Regions from separate parts of the Sus scrofa genome. Here all the other regions are linked to region 3. The links are chromatin contacts, called in public Hi-C and HiChIP or PLAC-seq maps. All regions are on one chromosome and are shown on one strand. The core of a region is the stretch at or near the end of the contact, and the rest is flanking DNA. Distances in the headings are between cores, read along the strand shown.

What was found. A called contact is a pair of places that touch in the nucleus more often than the background predicts. HiChIP or PLAC-seq counts read pairs in DNA pulled down with a chosen protein or histone mark.
Region 1: an H3K27ac HiChIP or PLAC-seq map of alveolar macrophages shows a contact between it and region 3. The contact joins the promoter of NRIP1 here to the enhancer-like site in region 3. A contact is called at or near these places in 1 of 5 promoter capture datasets (liver), 8 of 47 Hi-C or Micro-C datasets (embryonic fibroblasts, liver, retroperitoneal adipose tissue and 1 more) and 2 of 2 datasets of contacts at active chromatin or transcription factors (alveolar macrophages and skeletal muscle).
Region 2: a Hi-C map of liver shows a contact between it and region 3, with 4 times the contacts expected there. The contact joins two enhancer-like sites. A contact is called at or near these places in 1 of 47 Hi-C or Micro-C datasets (liver) and 1 of 2 datasets of contacts at active chromatin or transcription factors (alveolar macrophages).
Region 4: a Hi-C map of liver shows a contact between it and region 3, with 8 times the contacts expected there. The contact joins two enhancer-like sites. A contact is called at or near these places in 1 of 47 Hi-C or Micro-C datasets (liver) and 1 of 2 datasets of contacts at active chromatin or transcription factors (alveolar macrophages).

The regions. Positions count from the first base shown.
Region 1 is chr13:179,914,146-179,921,666 of Sscrofa11.1, reverse strand. NRIP1 (nuclear receptor-interacting protein 1) reads left to right here and starts at 5,441. Exons shown (of 3, transcript XM_021070819.1): 1 at 5,441-6,783.
Region 2 is chr13:179,837,403-179,844,521 of Sscrofa11.1, reverse strand. All of the region lies in intron 2 of NRIP1 (nuclear receptor-interacting protein 1), which reads left to right. Among named protein-coding and RNA genes, the nearest start is that of NRIP1, 75 kb to the left of the region's middle. Within about 2 kb of position 2,266, at least 13 of the 83 cell types and tissues checked have an H3K27ac peak or open chromatin away from gene starts, as enhancers often do. A contact at or near this core is called in liver, where this site is marked.
Region 3 is chr13:180,073,703-180,080,541 of Sscrofa11.1, reverse strand. No RefSeq gene overlaps it. Among named protein-coding and RNA genes, the nearest start is that of NRIP1, 160 kb to the right of the region's middle. Within about 2 kb of position 4,566, at least 11 of the 83 cell types and tissues checked have an H3K27ac peak or open chromatin away from gene starts, as enhancers often do. A contact at or near this core is called in alveolar macrophages, liver and retroperitoneal adipose tissue, where this site is marked.
Region 4 is chr13:179,892,256-179,899,406 of Sscrofa11.1, reverse strand. It overlaps NRIP1 (nuclear receptor-interacting protein 1), which reads left to right. Exons shown (of 3, transcript XM_021070819.1): 2 at 3,186-3,267. Among named protein-coding and RNA genes, the nearest start is that of NRIP1, 20 kb to the left of the region's middle. Within about 2 kb of position 1,871, at least 7 of the 83 cell types and tissues checked have an H3K27ac peak or open chromatin away from gene starts, as enhancers often do. A contact at or near this core is called in liver, where this site is marked.

The sequences.
Region 1 (7,521 bases), core at 4,192-6,691, 160 kb after region 3:
TTTTGAACACTTTTGTCACTCCAAAAAGATATTCTATTGGCAGTTAATCCCCATTTCTTCCCAAATCCCTCCCTAGATCTAGGTAATCACTACTCTACTTTTCGTCTCTATAGGTTTGCATATTATGAATATTTCATATAAGTGGAATCATGCAGCATATGGCCTTTTGTTCCTGGATTCTTTTACTCAGCATAATCTTTTCAAGTTCATTCATGTTGAAGCATATATTGGTCCTTCACTCCCTTTTTATTGCAGAGTAACATTTCATCATAAGGCTGTACTACACTTTATTTATCTGTTCATTAGTTGATGGATATTTGGGTGTTTCCTGTTTTTTATATAATGAAGAGTACTGGTATAAACATTAATGTACAAGTATTTGTGTGGGTATAAAGTTTTCATTTCTCTAGAGTATATAATTAGGGGTAGAAGTGCTGGATCATACGTAATTCTACGTTTAACCTTTTGATGAACAGCCTGACTTACTTCCAAAGTGCTTGCAACATTTAAAATTTTCACCAGCAGTGTCTGAGGGTTTCAATTATTTTACAGTCTCATGAACTCTTGTTCTTATCTGTTGTTTTTTAAAATATTATTACAGCCATTCTTAGTGAGTGCGAAAAGATATCAATCTGTGGTTTTGATTTGCATTTCCCTGATGGCTAACCATATGGAGCATTTTCCCATGTGCTTAATGTATATATTCTTTGAAGAAATGTCCATTCAAGGCCTTCATTCTTTTAAAACTATGAAGGTATTAGTCTTATTATTGAGTTGTAAGTGTTATTTACATATTCTAGATAGAAGTCTCTTACGGATATATGATTTGCAAAATTTTTTGCCTATTCTGTGGGCTTTCTTTTCATTTTTGTTTTCCAGATAGTGTCCATTGAAGCACAAAGGATTTTAATTTGATTTAAATCTAATATCCTTCTTTTTCCTTTTGTAACTTATGTTTTTTTTGTGTCATATCTAAGAAGGCTTTGCCCAACTAAATTCATGAAGATTTATTGCTATATTTCCTTCTAAGAGTTTTGTAGTTTAGTTCTTACATTTAGGTCTATGATCCATTTTGAGTTGATTTTTGTGTATGGTGTAAATAAATGGTCAGATTTAATTCTCTCCTATATGGACATCCAGTTGTCCCAACCCCTTTTATTGAAAAGACTATTCTTTTTGCATTGAATTGTGTGAAATCTTAGGGAGTGTGGGTGTATGTGTGCATGTGTGTGTATATTTGAGGGTGAGGGTAATTTTAGTTTGGTTTTGTGGAAAAATAAACTATATAAGAATTTTATGGGAGTTCCTATCATGGCTCAGTGGTTAAAGAATCTGACTAGGAACCATGAGGTTGTGGGTTCGATCCCTGGCCTTGCTCAGTGGGTTAAGGACCTGGCATTGCCGTGAGCTGTGGTGTAGGTCACAGATCCTGCATTGCTGTGGCTCTGGTACAGCTCTGATTAGACCCCTAGCCTGGGAACCTCCATATGCCACAGGAGCAGCCCTAGAAAAGGCAAAAAGACAAAAAAAAAAAAAAAAAAGAATTTCATGTTTCTCAAACTAAACAAATCTAAAACATATTGGTCAGTCTATGTCTATGTCTTTTGAGGGTCAAACATCTGCATAAATGGTAAGGATAAATCATGTTTTCTTTTTTTTTTTCCTGGTTATTCTCAGTTATATCATGTTTTATCGCTTTCTTTCCTAGAGAATCCTTAATAATTTGGAAAAACACATATAGTTGTCCCTGGTATCTGCAGGGGATTGGTTCCAGGACCTCCCACAAAAACCAAAATCCTTAGATGCTCAAGTCTCTTATATAAATTGGCAGTAGTGTTTGCATATAACTGAGAAACATTCTCCCATATACTTTAATCTCTAGATTACTTATAACAGCTAATACAAAGTAAATACTATGTAAATAGTTGTAAACACAATGTTAAGTGCTGTGTAAATAGATGCTGGCTTTTGGTTTTTGAAAATTGCTGGAATTTTTTAAAGAATATTTTCCTTCCGTGGTTAGTTGAATCTATAGATATGGAGGGCTGAATTTATGTACTCTGCTTTAGTTGAAGGTTATCTGAATAAAATTACTTAAAAGGGATGAGATTATGTTTTACCCAAATGATTTATTATTATACAAATGTATATTTGTGAAATCCCAAAAATAAATTTTGTGTTCATTTATGGTAAGAATGCTTAATGAGATCTACTTGACCCATTTCTATGTGAAAGGATAGGATTCCATGTTATATTTGCTTTCTTTTCTTAATTTTTATTTTTTTAATTGAAATACATTTGATTTACAATGTTGTGTTAATTTCAGGTATAGAGCAAGGTGATCCAGTTATAGCAATATTTACTTTCAGTTGTAAATTTTATTAAGTTGCTATGGCATCAAAATTGGCAGGTTTTTCTTAGTTTCATTGGGATTTATTAGCTTTTTGGACTGCTTAACTATACCAGACATTTCTTGTTTGGGGAGCATCCATGTTTGCCTTCCATTAAAGTATCTGCCCTTTCCTTACACACTTTTAAATGCTTGTATGCAATCACTGTCAGGGTTTTTTGTTTTGTTTTGTTTTTAAGATCTAGCTTTTTGGAGTTCCCTTCGTGGCTCAACAGTTAACGAACCCAACTAGAATCCATGAGGATGCAGATTTGAACCCTGACCTTGCTCAGTGAGTTAAGGATCTGGTGTTGCCAGGAGCTGTAGTGTAGGTCACAGATCCTGCATTGCTGTGGCCGTGGCTGTGGCCAGCAGCTGCAGCTCCAATTTGACCCCTGGCCTGGGAACTTTCATATGCCGCAGGTACAGCCCTAAAAAGCCAAAAAAAAAAAAAAAAAAAAAAAAAGATCCAGCTTTCAGGATTCATTTTATTGTAGAATCTGAGTGTCCTCATTTTGCCAGTCCTTGGCACTCATGCCCCACTGAAAGTAAAAGGGCTCCAGGCTCATTAGGGAAAACTGCACAGTAACCTGCAGACAGGGTGTTTAAACATCTTCATCTTAGCTCTTCAGACCTTTCTCAGTACTCAGGGCACTGCAGCACATCCTTACTGCTGCAGCTTCCAGCAGGTCACTGCCTCAAACAAAGACTGGGGTACATTTATACTCTACAAGTAACTGGGAATGGAAGAATTGAAGGGCAAAATCTTAGGCTTCTATTGCCAGGAAGATGCTTGACAGTAAGAGCGTAGGGGTAGTTCTGTGTTCTAAGGAAGATTTTTTTAAAGTTTATTCAACCCCAAATTTATAGAGTTTTATTCCTGCTATAAAGCCAGTTTACACTGACAGTCTACCACCAGAGTTATTAGAACTAGAAGTAGCTGTAACTACAGTATGGTTAATGAAGACACAGTACATAAAATGTAAACTTTGCTGATTCTCTAATTGGCATAAAAGCTTAGACACAAGAAAGTGATCTTTGTAACATAGCTAAACACCTGTAATCAACACAAATAAAATCACAGATTTCACAAGATTTAGATTTTCATCTTAAATCTTCCTTTAACTGTACTATTAAAGACTTCATTTGTCCCCTAGAGCTGCACTGTCCACGTGGTAGCCACTGGCCACATGTGGCTGTTAAGCACTTGAGGGTGACTAGTCCAAATCCAGATAGGTTAGGAGTGTAAAAACCACACTGGATATTAAAAACTTAGCGTGAAAGAATGTAAAATATCTAATGAATAATTTTATGTGTGTACACACAGAATGATATTTTTGATATTATAGGTGAAATATATTATTAAAATTAATTTTACCTGTTTCTTTGTATTTAAAAAAATTGGCTATCAGAAAATTTTAAAGTGCCTTTGTAACTCACATTTATGGCTAGCTTTGTATTTTTATTGGACAGTGCTTCTCTAAGAGACTGAGAGACATAACAACCTAACTACATTGAGATCCCATTTGAATGTTTTTGTCAGCTGTCATAGTTCACTAGTCACTAGTTCATGGTGTAGAAAGTGGGCTCAATACTTCTCAATGTCCATTTTTGTTTTCTTCACACTTTGCTACTTAAAGAGTCTTTTCCTTTTCTGAGAACCGCTTTCCACTTTGCCTACTTGGCAAATTCTTCTTACCTATGAATGGCCAGCTGAAGCACTCTGTTCTCTGTAAAACTTTCCCTGAATTGCCTTACCCCACACCTGAACCCCAAGTAGAATTAAAGACTCTGTCCTGTGGCTATGACAGTATCTTGTCCAATATCTACCGGATGGCTACCGCTGGCACACACAGTGTGCCAGGGATAAGTGATGGAGGTACCCAAATGTGAACGAGAGGGATATGGCCCCTGGGGCTGTAGTACTTGAACTTAGAATGGTTAAACATCCTGTCACCAACTGGTGTGAACAATGCTCTAGCAGGACAGACTCAGGGAGCACATCATAAGCACGCCTCTCCCAGATGCCTTCTTTGTGGGGGATGAACATATTGAGCCCGAACTGTAAGTCTCTGAGCCCACAGGAACCCCAGGGTTTGTAAACCTACTTGTGTGTTTAAGTATATAAGCTCAAGGGTGTCTTTTTCACATCACGATTGGTTATATGAGAGTTGTCTTCACTACACAAATTACTGAATAGGCATTCTTATATTACATATATGCCCCAGTATCCTTGCAATGACTCTCTTAGCCAGGAAACTTAGGTATTGATTTTTTCAAAAAAAAAAAAAAAAAACAAAGAACAACAAAATAGCCCCAACACAATTAGAATGATTAAGTAAAAATGAATTCTGCAAAAGGTGTGCAATTTACTTAACACTAATGCACTACCAAAAAGAGTTCAGGATTTCAATGATTGGAGTTCTGTGAGGTTGAGAAGAGAGCTTAATAATGAGGTGAGCAGCTTTGTTAAGTCACCTAACATATTGCAGCAGACTTTTTTAACACTAGTGTTGGAGGGCAAGACCAAAACTTGATATAACCTGACTTAGGAAGTTGTTTATCTACCAACTGCAATCATCTAAAACTCTTGCTAAGAAGCAAAAAGAATATTTTCAGAGCAACAGTTGAGCGGTCCAAATGTGTCACAGAATCTATGCACTAAGGTTCATGTGCTTTACTCCTTGGTGAGCACATTAGTTCCTTCCAGGGAACCCACTCAGTTTTACTTTAGACTGTATTGTGACAAGTGAGGCTATCTGGATTCTCAGACCTCACCAGACTAGCAGCTGCCAATCAGAAGAGGAGGAGAATGTTGGAGGCAGGCATGCTGGCAAAAGAGAGAAAAGACACCAGATTGTCAGTTAGAGAAGGGGGAGAGAAACTACAACGGGCAGAGATAATCACTCAGTCCCAGTATCCCAGAGTCTTTCAGGGCAGAGACTGATGGCTTATATACCTCCTGGGAGCAGCCTTAACACCTTGGAAGAAGCCTGATAAAGAACAGGAACTGGACGTAGTTGCTAAATCCACTATAACCTACTATATAATAAACACTTTAAATAAAATTAACCCAGAATTTCGACAAAAAGCCAAACTGTTTTAGAAAACAGAAATATTTATAATACATAGAAAACATTTGTACAAGAGTTAAAACAAGTTTGACTTTTTTTATTTTTAAACAAGTTTGACTCCTTAAAGAGCCAAGCTCCAATTATGCTGATCATCACTTAATTGGAAGACTTGGCTTTGCATCAATCCTGGGTTAATGTTATGCTATAGAACAGCAGACTTTACCAAGTTGTCTTGAACAGATTTCAAACAGTGGTATATGCAAATAACAAACTATCATAAGAGGTCTAAACTGTATAAGAGGGCGACAGACTGCACAGTTGAATCAACCACCAGAGTGATGTAAAAGAATTGTTCTAAAATGCAGTATCACCATGGAGCAAAATAAACCTACCATGTACCCAGCACTGTGCTACGGGCTGGATTTAAGAATTAATTTGAAAAATTGCTTTCACTTTTCAGATTGTGAAGGTATTCCAGAACTCTCATTCATATTTGTAAAGGTTAAATGACATTTTAAATGCACAGCACAGCCATTACATAACAGGCATAGAATACTGTTTATGACTTGGATAGTTCTTTTTTTTAAGTGCACCAGCAACTCTATTTTCAAATGCTATGGAATTCACAAGGTTTCCTACATAGAAGAATGGAATGCCTCATCCACTCACTTGTTTTGTGTAATAAGTGTTTTAAAACAGGCATGCCATTTCGGAGTTTAAAGGGAGGCTAAGCTGCACTTTAGCGTTTCGGAGCAAGCAAAAACAATTTCAGCAACGGTACTCATTTCCCCCGGTAATTTTGTTTTTCATGGCGAGTTACTAAATGCTAGATGCTAGTAGTCAAAAAGAAACCTGACATCTGGGGAGGTGTTGAGGGGGTGTTAATAGTTCTAGTTAGATGTCTGGGGAGCGCTGAGGATAAGATTTTAAAACAGCAAATACAGGGAGAAAGGGGAAATTACGGTTTCGTATGACTCTCTCCTCCCTCCACTTTCTCTCTTCACCAATCCTTATCCCCCTCAATTTAGAGGCGGGTTCAGCGAGATCTGGCTGCAGGAAACCAAGAGGCTCCACCGCGCTGCCGCCCCAGCCTCGTGATGTAATTGTTATTTCTTATTCGGAGCTTGAACCAGGGAGAGCTGCTGAAGAAGTGGCAGCCCTGTGCCTTTTGCCTTGTCTGGTCGGGTCAGATTCTTCCCGGGGATGATGTAGATTCGCTGACGGACTCCGCTGGAGACTTCGCAGTGACAAAGCAGCTGAAGAAAAACCCTGCTCCTGGGTCCTCCGTCCGTCTGGGGAGCCGAACGGAGCACTCCTCAGGTCTCCTTCCCAGTTTTCCTCTGGGAGTCACTCCGCATTTAATCCCTGGGTGCCTCCTACGTGCTGGGCGTGGGGTCCAAGTGACCTGCAGTTAGTGCCCCTGTCCCCCAAGATTAAAGCAAGACACACAGATTACAAGGTGGTGGAAGTTGGGGGTGGCGAGAAGGGGCCAAGGGGACGCGTGTCCTGGGGTGAAATGGAAGGAGGGGGCTCCTGAGGCGTCAGCACCCAGGAGGGGACCCCGGGCGTTCGGGTCCCCGGGCTGTGCCCCCCAAGGCGAGCATTTGCCCTGTGGAATGAGCTCGATGCCCCGGGCCCCTGGGACGAGCTGTCCCGGCGCCTTCGGCGGTGGGGGCGGCTGGACAGAGCCGGGAGCCGCGGGGGACTGCGCGAGCGCGTGGAGCAGCTACCTCTCCCCGCCACCGCGATCCTCCCGCAGCCGCGGGTCCCCGCAGCCCCCGCCCGACAGTCCGAAGGGCGGGCTAGGAGGAAAACAGCCAACCGAGGGGGGCTCCTCGGCTCCCGCGTGCTGCCGGGACCCGGGCTCCTGCCTCCCGCCCCGGCCACAATGGGAAAGAGGGGGAGAAAAGGGTTAAGAAACTTGGCTGAAGAGCTGAATGGCGTGGAGCGGCGAGGGGAGGGACTGGGCCGCGGCGGACTCGGCGGCGGAGGGAGGAGCGCGGCTGCGGGCGGGCGGCGAGCGAGGCGCTCAAAGTCAGCCTCGCAGACATTGCAGCA
Region 2 (7,119 bases), core at 1,017-3,516, 230 kb after region 3:
CCATCATAAGAAAATTTAACAATGAAATATTTTAATGTTAAATAGGTTTTATTCAACTTCCTATAGAGTGAGTAGTTTGAGAGAGGGATATGGTGGAAAGCTTTATGATACCAGCATTTTGAAACCTTTGCTCATTCTTATCTATAGTCCATAAGCATATTACATCTTAAAACCTTGGCCAGGAAGACACTGATCAGAGGAAATTAAGTGAAAAATGATCACGTTTTAACAAAGAGATGTTAAAATAAAGATCTTCTTGAAAGTATTTAAATCTTGTGTTTTTCTTTTTTTATTACTCAATGAATTTTATTACAAAATTTATAGTTGTACAACAATCATCATGACCCAATTTTATTGCATGTGTGACAGGTATTCTGTTAGAAAAATGCAAGAATGCTATAAAATCTTGTGTTTTTCTAACGGGAATACTAGTCACATGTTTTTCAAATCCAGAGAACTTCCTGTGTAGGATAAAATACTTTATTACTCTTTGATTTTGTAATTTTTTTGTGAGTTTATATTTAGAGGGACAAAGGAGGTCTTAGATTTGAAACCAAACATTACAAATGGCACTATCATATTGTTTTAAATCTTAAGGTACCTTAGAATTATGACAGCTTACCCCTCATTGTCTGAACCTCTAAGTGTTTGACTTGTTGCATGTTTTACTGGGAATGTGATCCCTGCCAGGTGCTGGGATATAAGACAACAGAGGTGGACTCCTTGCCCAGAAGAGCTTTACACTCTAGTTGAGGGCCACGCATAAACGGCGCAAAATGCAGTTTTGTAATGAGATGATTGAAAGATGTACTGAGTAGTGCTGGGGAGTCCTGCAGGTCCCCAGCCTGCATAGTTCAGGGAAGGCTGCCCAAGGAGGGAAGGGGTGAGTCCTCAGCTGAGACTTACAGACTGTAAAAGATTTTATTCCTTGAGCTTGATTATCAGCAAATGGAGCATTGTTATATGATGCATTTTTAACTCTGATATATTTTATCAAGTGATGATGATGGTAAGGATTGTGTGGGTGAAAGGGGAGAAGGACACTGAGCAGAAAGTTCTGTCAAGAACTTTTTATTCTTTTTATTCTACGTCACATTATTTTTCCCATGGTTATGTCTTAGTCATATCCTCATGTGTAATGGCAAGGATTTAAATATAAAACACATTATTCATTTTATATAAATGCTATAATTGAAAGCACAGTAAGTACCAAAATAATAAAGCAAAATATAGAGTAAATATTGATATAAGAACTTAAGTGATGGTGGAATTGAACAAACAGAGAGGTATGGCATATATGTGCCAGTCCCTATATCTTTTTTATCTAAAAAGGAAAGGAAAGAGGAAAGGGAAGGAAAAGAGAAAGAAAGGAAAGAAAGGAAGGAAGGAAGGAAGGAAGAAAGAAAGAAAGAAAGAAAGAAAGAAAGAAAGAAAGAAAGAAAGAAAGAAAGAAAGAAAAACAGAAAGAAAGAAAGGAAGAGAAGAAGGGAGAGAGAAGGGAGAGAAAAGGAGAGAAAGAGAGAAAGGGAGAGAGAAGGAGAGAAGGAATGATGTATATAACGGAGATTCTCACAAAGCTAAAGTATTTAAATTTTTGATGTTAAAATGTTTTAATTTTATTAAATAACGTTCATAGTAGGTAGTAGTAGTTGTTTCTAATGATCTCAGTTGCCAAAGTAAAAATTACCCGGAAGCATTTTTAGTCCAGTAAAGTGAAGTCAGAAAGACACTGACCTATGTTACCAGCACTGTTCTTCCTGCTTCTTCTCCAGCCCATAGAGCCTCTTCTAAAGCCTCCTTTCTACCCCGCAGCCCAATCTGTATCTGAGTATCAGGTGCCGAGGCAAATCACGCGGACTCTCCCTGCTCCTGGACTGAGTATGCCCGAGACCTGGACAGCAGCACAGCCTGTCTCAGATGGGCAGTTACTGGCTACAGTTCCTGAGGTTTTTACTTCAGACATTTGCCGTGTATACTGATGAGCAAAGGAGACGTTATAGAGAGGTATGGGTGGCAGTTTCACAGTCAAAATGAAACCATTTAAAGTGAGTAGCCTACCAGTGGTGTGCCAGTAGCTTCATCTCCCTAGTTGAAAAATGTATTTTAATGTTACATGTTACTATTTGAAGACATAGAAATTCTTCAGGTACAGTGTGCATTTTCTTATTGTTTTGCTCATTAATCCCTTGGGGTGGGAACCAATGGGGTTCCTTGGCTTCTTCCCTTTACACTGTGACCACTCTTCTCTCTGTCCATGGATAGGGTCTGTAAGTGATATTCTCTGCCACAGACTGACTAAAATCCTCAATCTAGAAAGCTTTGTGTTCTGGGCTGTTCCAGGAAGCATGATGTCATGATAATTTTACCATTTTTGGCAAGTCAAGTCAGAGTTCACAAAGCAAGGCAGCACTTTTACCTAGGCAGCACCTAAAGAACATAATTATTAATTAAGTGATAAATGATTCCTCTAAATAGACTTTGTATATAAAATATATTTTATAAGTAATTCTGTTTAAAATAGAAAATATATCTATAGGTTTTGTGATCAAAGTTTGATGTATGAATTGATGCCCATTACTGATAATTTTGTTATACTCATGGTCTGCTTCTGCCTGGTAAAAAAAGTTCCTTTTCTTCCCCCTTTTTTTTTTGGCTGGGGGAGGGGGAGGCACGCCCACAGCATGTGCAAGTTTCCCAGGCCAGGGATCTAAGTCCCACCACAGCACTGACCCAAGCCACAGCACTGACCCAAGCCACAGCACTGATGCCAGATCCTTAACCCACCAGACCACCAGAGAATTGTGGAAGTTCAGTTTTCACTGATACTTAATTTATTTGTTTTTCCCTTTTCCTTGGTAATTGAGAAATTAGTGGACATTCTAGGATAGGACAATTCTGGTATTTCATTCAAACCTATTTAAGTGATCAAAAATAATTTTGCAAAATGAAAAACTGATAATGGGTGCATATACATGTATCATAATTTGAAAATTATATAAAGCTACAGCAGGTGTGATGCTTGATTTAACAAGGAAAGCTTTTATATTACACATTTACCCCAACAGTATTTTATGTATCCTTAAAAATAATTTCTTGGTCAGAATGCTTCAGTAAGGACATTCACCACATAACTCTTGACTTTATAAACGTAATTTAAGATAAATTCAATATATTGTTTGAACAGCTGAAACAAAAGGCATGGTTTTGTTAGATAATTACACTGTTGAATAATAAACTCCATTAAGAATCACTTTGTTGCTCTTATTGATAAGCAGAGTTTCTTCCTATATGTATACTTTGAAAATTATTGCAGAAGATTAGGATGCATTGTAAAATTTTTCTGATTCAACCTATTTTTAGCACTTAAATCTATGGATTTGGGAAGAAGTGACCCAAGATACTAAAAAATAGACAATTCCTATTTTAAGTGGTACAAAGGCTTGGAAGTGTTGGGGAGCATGGTTGAGTCAGGAACCTGCAAGTTAAATTGATTTCAGAATTGTCACTTGGCAAGGATCAGTTAGAACAAATGAATAAATAAATATGCAGGCCTACAGACATACACAACTCATGATTCTGAAACATATATACACTGATTTTCTATCCTACTCTTTGATCTAATGCAACATTCTTAATAGAACGTACTTTGTAAAAAAAAGTACATGAAGATCTTGTCCTCAAAGATGGGGAACATTTTAAGAACAGGGTGTACCCTGTGAGTAAATGCAGTGTGTCTAGTAAGTATACTAAAAACCCCAGGAGCTTTGATCTAATGCCAGCTGTTTCATCAGTTCTGTTGGTAATCTTTTTTAGTGATCTGTGACCTTGACCTTGTGCTTAGGTCTGTATGTCAAATCTATTTTGGGGATGGGAAAAACGTAGTTGGATTTAATAGGATTTATACTCCAGTCTCAAAGGATGTTCATATATATATATATATATGCATACACACACATACACACACACACGTACTATAGATATTCCAACAATTCCAGGAGAAGAAAGTGCCATTCTCCATTATATTTCATAGTTTGGAATATGAAAATATATGGAGATTGGAAAATATTATGCTTCTCAAGACTGATAGAAAGCACCAGTTACTTTGAAGAGCTATTGGAAAAGTTAGGAGAAGCTATACTGTGGGTTTTATACTTAGACCTTTCTTTCCACACTTATGTGCCACCAAATAATGTTAGTTTTATGTTTCTCCAGAGAAACTATTGTTTAACTGAAAGAGTGAGCAGACATTAATATTAATGTTCAATAAATATCACATGTACTCTTTAACATATAATAACTATCTTCCTGAATTTTAAAAAATTAGTTAGAATTAATTTTACTTAAAAATATTCTAGTTTCAAAGAGTTCCCATCGTGGCTTAGTGGTTAGCAAGTCCGACTAGGATCCATGGGGTTGCAGGTTTGATCCCTGGCCTCAACTGGGGGTTAAGGATCTGGCGTTGACATGACCTGTGGTGTAGGTCGCAGATGCGTCTCGGATCCCACGTTGCTGTGGCTCTGGTGTAGGCTGGCGGCTATAGCTCCAATTAGACCCCTATCCTGGGAACCTCCATATGCTGTGGGTGTGGCTCTAGAAAAGACGAAAAAGACAAAAAAAAAAAAAAATTCTAGTTTCTATGTTTTCAAGATAATACAGTACAGCGTCCATGGAGGGCTTCTATTTTGGAACAGATATTGTCAGTTAAGCTCTTTCTCTAGCTGCTTTGATTTGGTGAATGTTTTTAATTTAAAATCTCTTAAGTTATAATCTTAATTTTGATTATAAATTAAATTTTTATATAAACTATGGAGACAGAAGAAAATGAATAGTGGATTTGTTGAATCTGATTCATAGACATAAGCCTCGTGAGGATAATTCAGAACAGAGGGGCTCTTCACTTCCCTGAATCATTTATAGGGGACAATTATTTTACCTTTCTCATGCATTGATCTGTGTTATCAAGGGTTTGAAGTCTTTACTCTCCCATTGTGTTTGGTATACAGTCATCAAGAGATAAGCAAAAGCTCCAGTTTGAATATAAGCTTCTATTTAGCTTTTAAGTAAACATCTGTTTGAAATTTTGTGACTCCAGTAATGAAAGTAGTGAAGATAAAATAACTTTGGGGGAATGGATGGGTAGGTTGTATGGCTGTTTAAAAATAATTTCCTTCCCCTAGAATTCAGTAAGAAGACTATAAAATATATTGGTCAGGGATATCTCCACACCTTTGTGACAGCATATCATCTTTTTGGTTAAAATGCTTGTCGTTTTTATCAACTACAATTTTATAAGTTACTTGGAATCATAGAAATAAAGTGTTAGAGTTGAAGAGGTCCTCAGATACCTATGTCCTTCTGTTGAACGCTCAGTCCGTCAAGCACTCGTGTCTCCTAGTGAGTCTCTTGCTTGGGAATGTGAGTGAAACTCTTACTCCTGTGGAAGCAGCTGACAGCAAGTTAAAGCTGATGGACCTGGAAGGTAGGAGAAAATTTGGCCTTGGGCAAAAATGTGTAAGTCCCTCAGGTCGCAGTGGAGAACAGTCTGGGCAGCTGTTTTACTTGCTGCAATGTCAGTAGCTTCTGCTACCCATCTCTTAAGAGTATTTACATCTAAAATGAGAACCCTTGGGAGAGAGCAAGAAGCTCTTGTGGTCTAATTTTAAATGTTGAGGCTCTCCATTGAGCATTGTTTTTTTAGGTAAGTTTATTTTCTTGGCACCCATCAAATGATACAACCATACATCCATCTTTTGATAGATAAAACTGCAAAGAAAATTAATATCTTGGAATTTAAATTATATCAAAGTACATATACTTATTTTTTTTCAAGTAGTTGGAAATATTTTCTAATAAATGAAATCCTAAGGCTCCTCCTTTACTGTGCTTATATTATTCCCAGCTATGAAGTGGCAACAATTGAATGGTTAATTTTTTTTCAAAAACTAACTTTTAATGGAGGAATCATTGTAGTCTTCACTTTTCAATGAAGCCCCAGGACTGTTACCTGAAATTTCACTTTTCCTTTTTTGTTCTGTGACATTAAGCATTGGGTTTTATATATTCTAATTTTTCACTGGCCCTTGGTTTCGAAAGCTAATCTCATCCATTTGCATAAATGTTTGATGTTATATTTTCTTGATAAATTTTTCTTGGGTTTTTATTCCCTTTTCAACTCTTAAAACTTTCAGAGTCTCACCTAAGAGAACAACAAGTTCTCTGAATTATTTACTTGGATTTGTATTGCTTAAGTAAAAGTTTCAATAATTAGGACTTTGGAATTTTCTTTGAATGCTTACTGAAACATCTTAAATGTTTGTCTTTCCTTTTGCATGAAAAGCACCCCCCCAGTCATCTACAGAAAAATGTAGATAATATTGTCCAATAGGAGTAGCCTTTCAGTTAACTTCTGCTGTTTTGACTGACCAGAGCCAAGAATCCAAAGTGCCGATTCAGAAATACATTTAATTTAAATTCGGTACTCAAGCATTACTTGATAATGCAGGAGAAATTGGGAATTTCATGGAAGCAGTTGGAAGTCATGAGGTATTCATTAGACATCATTTAAATGGCATACAAAGGGACTTAATAATGTTTAGTCATTGAAATGTTTTTAATGGAGAATTTGATTTTAAGATCTTTTCCTTAAAAACAGCCAAGACCTTCTCATTATTTATCTATTTTCAACCAGATGTAATCCTACATATAAGAATCCTGTTAGATACATCCTTCATTTATCCAAGATTTTACCATTTTCAAAAGCATTTAAAGGAAGTTCCCTGATGGCACAGCAGGTTAAGGATCCTGTGTTGTCACTGCTGTGCCTCAGGTCGCTGCTGTGATGTGGGTTCAATCCCTGGCCCGGGAATATCCGCATACCCCAGGCACAGCTAAAAATTTTTAAAAGTGTTTAAAAATTCAGTGAACTTTCCCTTTGCTTAATAAACTATTACCATCTAGGGAGTGTAAAACACAATGCAATGGAAATAGTAACACCTGGTTGGGAACTGTGTTAATAATGTGAATTATTCACAACTGTCTTTTATGATTAAAGCTCTAAATTAAAGTTATGAAATTATGTTGATATTTTTATTTTATAAATTCTTAGAAAATGTTTTATGT
Region 3 (6,839 bases), core at 3,317-5,816:
CAAATGAAATCCCATGAAGATGGGTAGTATCTCATAGTCAGGGGGAGTTCCTGGAGGGCCCAGACTATATCTAAATCCTTGTTGAATAGTCTTGTACCTAAAACAGTGCCCAGCCCAGAATTAACCCTAAATAAATGTTTGCTGAGTTGCGCTGACCTCAACTGAATAAAGTTTTTAAGTTGAACTCCATTTCATCAGGGTTCATTTTTAACATAACTCTAGTGGCTATAAAGTAGACATTGAAAGGCTTGTTCTAACAAAAATCTGTATGTTCAAGAAGCCTATAATATATGAGATCAACAATGCAGGTGTCAAAGACCACAAACCATAAACTGGAACTTTAGAAAACAGCAATTATCAGTTTATAGATTTACTGAAATGACAAGCCTCTGTGTCTTATGGAATGTGTGAAGGGGTCATTGCTTACCCTTGAATATCTGAATAAATCAATACCTGAATAGACTGCTGTCAAAGGTAGGTCTTTCTGAACCAGGCTAAAATGTCTCCTCTGATGATTAAGGAATTGTTTTAAAAATATTTGTTTCAAGAGTTTCTGTCATGGCTCAGCAGTAACAAACTGGTCTAGTATCCATGAGGACTCGGTTTGATCCTTGGCCTCACTCAGTGGGTTAAGGATCTGGCGTTGCCATGAGGTGTGGTGTAGATTGCAGACTCAGCTCAGATCTGGCATTGGTAGATTGGTAGCTCTCATTTGACCCCTAGCCTGGGAACTTACATGTTCTGGGGGAGTTATTCTTGGAATATCCTGTGTATTCTCAGTACTTAAGAAAAGAAATCACTACAGGAGAGAGAAGGAGCTACGGAGAATTGTATTCGTCACCTAGCAAAGTTTTAGCACCTGACGATTTGAGACACAGTTATACATTTCTTATCTCACTATTTCCATTTGTTACTCACAATAATTGGTGAAATGTATAGGCCAGATATTATTACTTACAATTAACAGGTAAGCAAAATGAGATCCAGGGTAAGTGACTGCCATTTTCAAGGTCTTGAAGCTAATTTTTGGTGGAGGCAAGAACTGAGATCAAGTCTCTGGATACCAAGAACAGCACCAGTGATGTAATGTTTCTTCAATTTCCTTGGTTTTTATTTTCCATTCTTAGCAATGTCTTGGTTCCATTTGTCCTATGGCATCAAATCTGTCCAGAAGATGCTGGAAAGCAATGAGTCCTCCCTGTCCTTGTGGGTGGACCACGTAAATAAACTTCAAGCAGTTTGAAGCATCCTTGAGAGCTGATAGACTCCTCTTCATATTACTTTTATAGATTCTTCAGGGTCCATTGTTATTTTTGAAGCTTTCTTCCAAGAAATAAACAGAATCATATTTCCCCCCTAGAGTAACTTCTTCTAACCCCAAATGATTTGAACTAGTTATGTAATTAGTATAGGAATACATATTCTTATAAAAGACTGAAAAGTGTTTTGTATTCATTTTGTTCATAGTATCCATAATATATGTATTGTATGCATAGATAATCAGACATTAATGCTGCTTGAATTTTGACCACATTAAATTTTAGTATGAAAATCTTTGTAATAATCAGGTTATGGCATTAAAATAAAATGCGGAGAGCAACAATTAGTTCTGGTTCAATTATTCCACACCAAATTATCTTCAGTCAATTATTATGAATAAATGTATATGGTTCTTGCATTATTAATATATGAGCTACAAGTTCTGCATTTAGCTTTCAATTGTTGTTCCTTGTATGACATCCATTTTGATCAGCTTATGGTCATATTTCCAGAGTTACCTGTATTTCCAATTTTATTTCATTTTTCCCTTAAACTATTTCTTTATGAAAAGTGTTCCTAATTTTTAAAAATGAAATTGTTTCATACAAGTGCCCTTAAAGAAGATTGCATCATAGTCAAGTGCTGTAATTTCTAAAACCCAAAGAAACTGGTGTAAGATATGAATGAAGATTATTTGGGATTTTCTTTTATCTAAAGCCCCAGAATTTTAATTGTAAGATTGATTATTTCCACTTATAAGCCGAGTCTACTTATGGGGGCTATATTTGGTTCCAAAATCTTATTGCAGAAGCTTCTGATTGAGATCACGCTCTGTCTTTTCTCACAGTGATTTCTCAGAACACTCCACTGAGATAGGTGCTAATTTCTCTTTCTTTACTTCCTACAAGTGGAATTAAGTGAGAATGTTCAACCAGCTTCTTTTCTTTCAAATTGACTTATAGCTCTTGGAACACTCTTAGAAATGAAGGAAATTCATCTACCCAGATCAGGGAATTCTGCAGATTTACAAGCTTGAAGTTTTGCTCTTCATTGTGTTATACATTTTTGTTAATGGTCAGTACTGGGGGAAATGCCATTGACACTGAAAATATTTCTTTAAAAAGAGGATGAATAGATGCTATTAAACTTACTGGAGTTGTTGCACTTAACAACAACAAAAACACAAGGGGAATTTTAGAAGAGTGGAATTAAGCTGTTCAAAGAATGCATGTCATGGACCATGCATGGTGGGTTCCCTGGTGGGTTTCAAGCAGCAGCAAGCTTGCTTTACTAAAACATAGTATTTGGGAGGCCTGCTAAGAACCTTGCAGTGACTATGTCTTAACTCTTTCTGTCTCCACCACAGCACCGAGCTGGTGACCTTGCAGAAAATAGGTGTTTAAGTAAAAGCTTGCTGCATGAATGAATGCATGGCCCTAGGTTGATTCCAAAAGAAAATTCACATTTGTATAACATGGTATCTCCTAGAAGCTCTTAGTTTCAACCTTCCTCCCCTAGAGACCTCCAGAAGGGTGCCAGGGCCATCTTTCTGAAATGCAAATCTTGCCTTGACATTCTTCTAGCTAATCACCTTCACTGGCTCCCATGTACCCACAGGAATCAATCCAAAGTTCATAATCAGACATGGAGATCCCTTGCTCCCACCTCAGACCCCAGCTTTATCTCTTCTTCCTACTCCTCTAACCCTTCCCAACCATCCACTAGTAAATTATGTACATCTACCTGTGTTCTCTTTCTGTGCTTTTATGTATGGTGTTCTCAGTGTCCTTGCTTATCAAGTTCCTGGCTAATCTATCTTTCAGTATCTGGTCAAAACTCACCTTCTCTGAGAAGCTCTCCCAGAAACCCTACTTCCTGCAGCCTGGTTGTCTGTGTCTCATTCTGGCTTTCAGTATCTTCTGGCATCTGGGTAGGTGGGGTTTGCTGTCCTCTGCCTCCCTGGACTCTGCTGTGTGAAGATCTTGGGTTCGTTTAACCTTTAAATCCAAGGCACTCAGTGTCAATCAATGTGCCAGGTCCACAGTAGGCACTCATACAAGTTGGCAGGGGTGGGGTGGGAAGATAAAGGGGGAGCAAGAGGAAAAAAAGAAAGAATGGCGGGAAAGAAGGAGAAGAGAAGGAAGCAGAAAAGAAGTTATTGGTTCAGACCATTTTTCTAGGCTCTAGAAGCCAGAAACAACTCTAAAAATCAAGAAATGTTCAACATTAAAAAAAAAAAAAATCTACTAAACATGGAATATATATTTTAAAGAATTAGCTTTTATATTTTGTAACTTCTGCGTAAGTCTTAATAGCAATTATTGTGAATCAATTCCTCTTGAGTGATTACATGATTTAAAAAAACAAATGCAGTAATTTTCTTATTAAAGCCTGCCCTTTGAAATCAAAGAAAGCATAAATATTTCCAAGTTTATTTGACTCCAACATTGAGGTAAAAACCCAATTCAGAAATAACAAAATTCTCATTCTAGAATACTTTGTTTAAATACCAAGTAAAAAGTTAATTATTTTGCAGTTTTTGATGTGTTTTTGGGTCATGAGATAAGTCTACTTTACTTCCTCTTTACCACGGGCTGGAGGCTTTTAACTATTTATGGATTTCACTGATCAGCAAGCTCAGCTAAACTGAACCGCTCCAAGGAGTGCGGAATTTTAATAGAAGCGGGGCTTTCTTTAAACGTGGTTGCCTTTAAAGGGAACTTAAGATATGTTTGAATATCTTTCTTTATAATATGCAAAGATGCAATCATTTGGAGAAACATACAAATAACTTGTCATGCTAATTATAAAACCTAACAGTGCAGTATAAATTCCTAAGTTAAAAAAAGAGAGAGAGAAATCCATGCTGGAGATGGAGAGAGAGGACGTGCACAACACAGAAAACCACCAAACATTGCAATAGATGCTTCCCTTTGCTCTTCATACACACTCCCACTCCTTTCCAAACTACCCAGACTATCAGGGACCTCAACAAAACAAACAAGCACCCTGTGCATGGCAGAGAAGATTGGAGTTTGACTCTAAATATGCAAGTAAAAATAAAAACTTCTTGCATTGATCATTCATGTAGGATAGTCTTGCTTTAGATGTAGCAATATTCTTCACCCTTCTGCAACCTTTTCTCCCTTAAACATTGAGCCTTGCAGCTGGGAAATCTGCCTATCTCTCAGATCAAGAAAGCCTGTCCAAGGCCATCCAGTCCAAGGCCATCCAGTCCAAGGCCATGAGGTACAGAGCAGTGAGTCTGAAGCAAAACTGAGAACCCAGGCACTGCAGTCCCAGTTGGTCAGACCACTAGGCCACATTGCACCATCACAGCAAAGACAAACACCAGGGTTGTTCCAGGGCAGTCTATGTTTGTTTATGAATGTGTTTGCAACCTTTCCGAAGCCTTGTTGTCCTAATTTCTTTTCCTGTTTGCAACTTATGAGCATTTCTCTCTTCTTCACCCCTGATCTAACCTATTTATGTGATCCTTTTTATTCTTTTGTTTGAAATGGATTCTGGGAGCAACTGAAGGAGAAAATGGAATAAAATGACAGCTTCTGGGTTGTCTGGAAGCACATTTATATCAGGGTGTTGGTGCTTATCTTACTGTAGATAATATTAAGGAAATGCATCAGCACCAAAAACTATTTTACAAAAAAAAAAAAAAAAAAAAAAAAAAGCAACCAAAATGTGCTTTGAGCCCAAAACAACTTCAGACTCTCCCCTACATGTTTTGAGTCAAAGAATCTCAAGACAGTGAGGAAGTGATGGAAGTTAGATAATCAATTGATTAGGATCCTTTTAACCCAAATGCAAGGGTGAATTTGCCCAAACTTATGTTGTAAATAGAATCACATTTTCTAAGTGTCTGCTTAAATATACAGGGTGTGTGAAGAATCACATAAGATAGATTCATCAGTCAATATGCTGCTTTAAAACACATGGTCTATTAGACAAAACTGAAAAGCCCAGAAATAAAGTAGGAAAAACAAATGTAACACATCATGATTGCTAATACTTTGATGGAAAGCAGGCTGGTCTAGAGGAGGTCGAGAAGGTAGACCAACTGCTGTTGAACTTCTAATGTGAACCCTAAGCATGGGGAAGATTTCAAGGTTAGAGGCACTGTTTTTTTAAATCTAATTTCATTTAACTTTATTCTTTGATATAGGAATTAATAGGTTTGTCCTAACACTATCATTAAAAGCCATGGTCAGGTCAATATTTGGCTCACAGATGCAATGAATATATAATATTTCTATCAGAAACCAAGAACATATTTTGTAGAGGCAAAATTGTTTTTTCTAGTGTGTAAATTAAATAGCATTTTTTTCCCTCTCTAATTACCTTTGGGTTTTTAATGTCTGTTTCTCTCACTTTCAAAATCTGGGTCTCCAAGACTTGAACACAGCAGTGAGTGAGGAGAGCAGCTGGGTCATCTACCTGGTCACCAGGCTAAACTGGTCCTACAGCCAGCAGTGCCAGACCTCTGAGTCCCTGCCCTTGTGTGTCTGGGATCAGGCAGCTTCAGCTCACAGTGACCTCTTGTGAGGAAACTGGCCGTGAGCCCTGACCCCTGGGTGGGGCGGGAACATTGCAGTCAGGCCCATTGCCTAATCCTTCTGACTCCACTGGAGCCTAAAATGAGGAAGAATGGGATGAGTCTTACCTCAAAAAGGGGTATAAAAGGAAGAAGGGGAAAGATGAACAAATAGCCCTAAGGTAATAGAGATCCCTGGCCCCCATGTCTCCCCTCTTGGGAAGGTCAAGAACTTTCAGCTCTTACTGATGGTTAATAAGATGGTAGAATCTTTGGAAAGGGAAGCTAGCAGCCAGCCTGTTAGTTTGTCTAAGAGAAAAGAATCTAATTAGGAGCTAAACCAGGCTGGATAGGAGAGAAAATGGGCTCTCTTAGGAGCCTTAAGAATGAAAAGAATGAAATGCCACCGTTCATAAGGGATTGAGGGAAACCAGTGTTTCCTGTGATACAACCTGGCTTTTGTCTAATTGTCAACTTACCTCATTATCTCAAGGGGTTTGTTTGTTTGTTTGTTTTTGGCTTTTTAAGGCTACACCTGTGGCATATGGAAGTTACCAGGCTAGGGGCTGAATCAGAGCTATAGCTGTCGGCCTATGCTACACAGCAATGCAGGATCCGTGTCTATGACCTACACCACAGCTCACAGAAATTCCTTAACCCTCTGAGCGAGGCCAGAGATCGAACCGGCAACCTCATGGTTCCTAGTCAGATTGTTTCCACTGCACTACAACAGGAACTCCTCTCAAGGAGTCTGGAAGAGAAAGGAGAACACTCTGATGGTTGACCTACTCCCTGACAGGTTTTGTTTATTTGTATCTTTGTTCATTTTTCTTGACTATCTCTTAGAGAATTTTCCAGCCATTTGGCTCTCAGATGGCTTTTCCTGGAGAAAAATCCCAACAACTGCATATGAAAGAAATCACGCAAAACCTTGGGAATGATAAGTATCACAGAATATTCTTTTAAGTCCTGTTGTCCTTGGTGCCTGGAAGCTAGGTAACCACACAACCATAAGCATGAGTTCCCTCAG
Region 4 (7,151 bases), core at 622-3,121, 180 kb after region 3:
TACAATCATGCATATTATCTATATCATGTTAAACCCTGGATTACTGCTTATAGAAAGAATTAAAATATCTAAAGAAAATAGGGTCACTGAGAGTTATGTGTGGATCATAAAAAGTGCTAGTACTTTTTAAAATATATGTATGCATTTATTTTACTACTAAGCTATTCCACAACAAATTGGCCTAACTTATAGAGAGAAATTGAGATGTCTTTTTTCTCATTTAAAAAGGACAAAGTGACATCAAGGTATTGGGATTTATTTAGGAATATAGTATTTAAATAAATGTTTTTCATCCTTATATTCTTTGTGGAGTAGCATCAGTTGAAATGATTTGGATCTAATACAGATTTACATGCAATACTCCTGCCCTTCTGTGTAGGGAGAGAAGGTGAAGAAGACCAAATTTTATATCATTACTTTTCATTCACTAAATCATATTTAACTTGCCAAAGTTTGGTTTGAGCAGTATCAAAGTGCTTTGGTAGCAAATTAAATATGAGAGATTTATCTCATTTAATGGACAGAAACTTCTTAAATGAAGCTCCTGGTGATGTTGTATTAAACCTAGAACAGATATGTGAGGCTCTACATTCATACGAATGTTACAAACATTTTTAAAGGTCCCTAGATCCTATTCTTTTAGTTTCCTTCTCTTCAGCAAGTTCAAAGACTAATTATATCTAGTTTGTATTAGAATATTACTGAAGGGAAATACCTTGTAGGACTAACTTGTTCTTGTGTTAGGATACAATCTGAAGTTTTGAAGAATACACATGGTCCCTTATAATTTATGGTAGTCAATTTCTGTCAATCAGTTGTATTCCTTTACTTTTATTAATGTGGTATTATTGACTCTAAGACATGTCAAAGTCTCTCCTCTAAGCAAATCAGTTGAATAAATGTTTAGGTTATGAAAACTGAAAGCAGAAGCACTTAATATACTTAGCATCCTGTGTGGCAATGCTTGTCCTAAAAATTGTTACAGCTTTATAATCTGAATTTTAGTTGTTATAAATTTTTGTGAGACAATGGAAAAAATAATAGCCCTTATTTCATGTTTTGATTTTAAATGCAGTTAAAGCATAGATTGTCCTTTGCCTCTATTCAGGGAGATTGGTTTTAGTAAGAAAACCGTAATATATGATGGATTTATCAAATATATATTCTTACGACATTTTATATGTATATTTATAAAATCATTGTGTATATGTGTGATATATTAGATATCAGATAGAGATGTTAGGGATGGCTGCACCTGTTGATTGCATGAAGCATTTGGTGTCTCCTAATGAGGGAGGGGGACGGTCTACCCCAGTGTCTGAGTACACCATTCCTCCTTGGTGAATTGCATACATTTTACTTTTTTGTATTCTGTGACCTTGCAGTCAGTGACTTCAGCCCAGAATAGTTTCAAAGTCATGTAAATGAATGCAATTAAGGTATTGCTTATCATCTTACATAGTTCAGATGGAACTTTATTGGATAGAGAGGTTTGTTTGCTTTATGAGGAAGGTCAAAATAAGGTTAAATTTTATTATATAAAATGATTTGGTAATGTTTTTATTTAGCTGCTGAAAAATGGTGTCCTAGTAGGAAATGATAATGCTTTTCTTTTTTTCTCTCTCTCTTTTTAATCACTAGGCGGTATCTTCAGGGTTTTTCATTTGTTTTCTGTTTTAAGGTGATGCCTACTGTCTACTAATACAATTTTAGGAACATTCTGCCGTTAGTTGTGGTTCTAAGTATCTTTCATTTACACATATAGATGGCATTCTCTGCTGCTGCTGGAGGATAGCTCAGGAGCTGCTGATGCATGTGTGTAAAGGATTTGCCCAGTCACCATGCCAACTGAGGCGGGACCTCAGACAGCAGGACTAGAGTCCCCAATTCACCTGGGCAGAAAAGAGATCTGCCACCCAGCCCAGCTGACTGTCTCTAGGGGTTAAGGGAGTGTTGACATAGATAGTAGGAGAGTCTTGCTAATGAAGAACTGAGAGAGAAAAGGTGGGGGGTATGGAGAAAGACTGAGAATTGAGTGTGTGGTGTATGAGACATGAAGTTAAAAGAAAGGCAGGTATTCTTCATTGTGGTTGGCTTATGACCAACCTTCTTTCCTTTATTTGTATTTCTTTTTTTTTTTTTTAACTTTAGAATGATATTAGTTGATAAAGTCTTACATGAGCAGACATTAGCTCAGCATCAGCTCTATGCCTTGCACCATACTAGGTACTGGGGGATTCAGAGATGAATGAAAGGCTCTCAGTTGCAGGGAGAGTAACGGTAAGCAGGATACAAAGAAAGTGACCCAGAGGCAGAGTGGTTGAAGAGCCTACTTCCCTAGGATGTTAAGGGAACCTCTCCCGCAGACATTTATAATCTATGTATGGGTTTTAAGGAGACTGAAGGGTATCAGGTAAAATGAAGTGATAATGAAGAATACTTTATTTTGGGAGTTTAAGTTTAGATGGATAGGTTTATCTGAAGGCTCAGCTATTATCCTTGAGAACTGATCATAGTCTGTGGGATGGGGGAATTGAGAATTCTAGAGATGTAACCCAGACATAAACACAGTGGAATGCTGCTGTGGTGAAATCTCGGAGTTTGTACTATACCTTCCTTATCAGCAGCTAGTTGCACTGTCCACTGGCCTATTGATCAGTATACAGTTTCCTCAGCCACCACAGTATTAAAGTGTGGGCATGTCTCTTGCTGGCCAAAAAACATTTCACCCACTCTTTTGTTCTTGAAGGTATAAACTTTCCTGCATGTTGATGTCATTCTATATCTAGGATGGTTCTATTAACATTTTTTGTTTCTAATGAGCTGGGGAAAAAATGAGGTATTTCAACTCTTATGTTAACTGTCAAGTGATTCTAACACTTTTTCTCCCAAGATCCTTGATCAGAATTCCTCTTGGTTATTGACATTAACTTCTCACACATTTAAGAACTGGTGATAGAGTCTTTATTCAGTGTAAAGACAGGTAGTGTGCTTTAGTATAAATAATTTTCTGAAGCATATTTATATCAGATGTGGTCAACAGCTATGCCCAAGGAAAACATATATAATTAAGAATTTTTTTTCAAATATTTTATTTTAGTTGTAGTTAAGATTTCATTGTAAAACATGCTATTGAAATTCTTTAAGATGCACTTGAAGTAACACTTATTTCTGTTAATTTTCAGAGAGTGTTTGGATTGTGAGCGATTTAAGGACTCAGTTCTCAGGACCCATTATTTTAACATTTGGGAGAAACACATCCAGAAGGTATTGTATTTTGTCTCATTGCTCCACTTTTAAAAAATAAAGTTAAGCCTTTTCAGTTGTAGGAAAGAAAGAATATTATGCCATTTTTAATTGTTTATTTTTCTTAAGTTTCAGAGATTGATAAACTAGTTGTTTGGCATTTGTAACAGAGAAGAGGTACATATTTTAGTGTTGGTAAATTCTGAATTTTGTATGGGAAAAAGAAATCTGGTTTAGACTGAACCAGTTTTGTCTTTATTAAACATCTGAGGTATTTACATTTTACCATTTCAGTATAGTATGATTTTAAAGAATGTTGTAATTTGAAAATGAGTTATAAAAGATTTCTATTAATCTAAGACCATGTGAAATATACATTAAACATTCAGGCAGTCTTGAAGTTCTTCCTGCCCATGGCAGTTCTGCCTCCCATTGTAGGAGCCAGCTGCCTTCTGTGATTCCATCGGTCTTTCGTCAGGGTCCGTGGACACATTTAACTGGGTCACCTGACTCTGCTTCTGAACATCATCTGCTGAGTTCCCCCTGCATTATCACATCTGTCTAGACTGATGCAGCATAACAGTTCATCTGCTTGTAGACCCTGCGTCTCAGCACATGTGATCTCTTACCAGGAAGGAAGGATATTAGGATCATCATTTGTGAGACTTCCCTGCCTTGTGTTTTTGTTCTTTACAACCCCAAGACCCCATGAGGATATACCAGCCTATTTGGCTGAAGTCAGTGGCGAACACAGTTCCTTCAGCCAAATCTACCCTTTCCTTCTTGGTGTCCACTTTTATACCTTCCCTAAGTCTCATGTTTGTCTTTTTTAAAAACTTGCCAGTTGTCTTGCTTGGAAAAGAAACAGATAAAGGAAGGATGCACAATGCATTTAATAATGTATTTGTTAAAGTTGTAGTGAATAGGTCAACCTCTTTAAGTACATATTTCTGTATTAACTGGATAGTCATGATCTTAAAATGGGTTTTAAAACAAATGAGACTTATCATATAAGGAAGACTTTTGCTTTATTATTGGATGTTTGGATACCTCTTTGAATATCTAAAATCATGGATGTGGATGAGTAACACAAGTAGTACTTCTGCATTTCCGATGAATATTTATTGCTACTTTTATCTGTGTTCGTAGTAGTCTAGTGATTTAAAGTGAAATTATTCATTCTACAACATAAGTACTTGTGAAATTTTGTATTAATCTTTTTCTCAGTCTTTAGTAGAGAGCAGAGTTATTCTGTAGAAGTGTAAGGTGAGCTGCTCAAATTTTAAATTTTCTAGTAGGCGCATTTAAAACAGAAAAGTAAACCGGGGAAGTTAATAAAATATTTTATTTATCTGAATATCTGCAAAATATTATTCCATTGCTTAATTGGTATAAAATTATGAGATATTTTACATTCTTTTCTCTCATAGTAAGGTTTTGAAATTCAGCATGTATTTTTACTTTACAGTCCATCACAGTTCAGACTGCTCAGTTTTAAACTACTCGGTAGCCATGTGTGTATTAGCCAGCATAGTTATAAAGTTACACCTTGAGTTTTTTAAAGACAGTGCCTTAGTCAAATTCATATCTATTTAAAATTATCCTAAAAAAGTCGATGGAAAGATGCCATGCAGATGCTAATATAGTATGTTTCAGTAGGTCTCAAACAGGCGTTTTCTCCTTCAGTGTTGAAATAAATAGCATTTTTTGGTTTTGGTTGAACACCACATAAAGCAATTAGCCAGTATTTAGGGGGCATTTTGTATGAAAAGTACATTATCTTTAAACTGTAAAATCAGAATCTGTAACAGCAGATCCATGTCATCTATTGTAATCTAGGTTATATGCTAGATAGAATTTTAGTTGTTTTTTCTTTTTCTTTTTTTTTTTTTTTTTTAAGCGTGGCTGGTTTAATTTTAATGTGATAAAGTGACATATGATGTAACTCCACTATCTTCTGAGTAAAATAGGGCAGTTAAAAAAAGATTGTATGTATACAAATAGATGTACCTATGACTTTCCATTAATTAGTATATTTAAAGGTTACCTAGATTTGGGTGGTTAATGTTCTTTATGTATATATTTGCCAAGTGAGAATCAAGAACCATAAGCTGTGTCACATGAACTTGGGTCAGATTTTGCTACCAGATTGGTTTGTTTTCAACTTTTTTGTGTTCAGAATTTGGAATATGGATACGGTATGAAAATGGTCATGTCCAGAGGGTTGCCAGGAGGGGTAAAGCCTATTAAGCAAGACTGGCCATAATCACTTGTGTTTGCTCTTATTCTTGTTTCCTGATATAAGGTAGTAGTTTTATAGCCATCCTCACTGACACGTTTTAATAGTACTCCTTCCTCCCTTTTAAATGAATCAGCTCTACTCTTTGACACTCAGTTATAATAGCATATGTTATTAGCCATTGGAGAAAGAGAGAAATCATTCCTCTGCTTAAAAGCCTTCACCTCAGTTGTAGTAAAGCTAAAGTTCTTGCATTAGCTGATACGGACATGGCATTTTCTCCATGGTCTGTGCTGGTGACCACTCCACTCAAATTGGGAGCCTCCTCTCTCCTTCCTCCTTAGGTTGCTCTGATTTCTTTTTCCACAACACTTTCCACTTTTAAAATACTATGAATGTTTTTAAAATTAATTTTGTATTGATCCTTTTCTCGTTCCGAAATGAAAGCTCTCTGAGATCAAGAATCTTCCGTCGTGTTTGTCACTGGTATGTTGGGAAGAACTTAGCATAATTCTGGGCACCAGCTGGTATAAGCACTGTGGAAAACTGTGTGAAGTTTCCTCAAAAACTTAAAAATGAAACACCCTGTGAACTGGGAATTCTAGTTCTAGGTATATATATCCAAAGAAAGTGAAAATCAGGATCTTGAATAGCTATTTGCATTGTTCTGTTTTTTGCACCATTATTTACAGTAACCAAGGCTTGAAAGCAGCACAGCATGTCCAATAACATATGAATGGATAAAGAAAGTGTGGTATTTACATACATTGGAATAGTATTCAACCTTAAAAAAAGAAATTCTGTCATTTGTGACAACACGGATGAACCCCAAGATTACCTAAAGTGAAATAAGCAAGATGCAGAATAACAAATGGAATCTAAGGGAATCAGACTCATAGAAGCTAAGAGTAGAACCATGGTTACCAAGAAGTGGGGGAGGGGGAGTCAGCTGTTGGTCAAAAGGTACAGACTTTCTCTTATTCACGATGAATAAATCCTAGAGATCTACTATATATCATAGTACCTGTAGTTAGCAATACCATATTTTATACTTAAAATTTTGCTAAGAGTCATGTTAAGTGTTCTTATCACACCAAAAATAAAAAGGCGGGTGGAAACTTGAACATGATTGTATATGTTTATGGCATAGGTTATGGTGATGTTTTCCTGAGTGTATACTTACCTCCAAACACAGCAAGTTGTATACATTGAATATGTACAGCTTTTTGGCTATAAATCATATCTCAATGAAGTGGTTTAAGAAAATTCTGAACATCTAGAAGCTGCTCATAAGTAGTTATTGACTAAATATGTCTTGACTGTATGGAGAAGATACAGTATTTTTTGCTCTTGAAAATCTGCCTTTATGGACTTTATGGGGCAGGAAATATTTAAAGGAAGAGAAAACAAAAATCTTCAGTTAGGAATTCCCACTGTGGCTCAGCAGATTAAGGATCCGACATTGTCTCTGTGAGGATGCCAGTTTGATCCCTTGCCTCGCTGTGTGGGTTAAGGATCCGGCAGTGCTACAAGCTGTGGCATAGGCCTGCAGCTGCAGCTCTGATTTGACCCCTAGCCTGGGAACTTCCATATGCTGTAGGTGCAGCTGTAAAAGAAAAAAGTCTTCAGTTACATTTCTAATAATACATTTTGGTGATTTGAATTA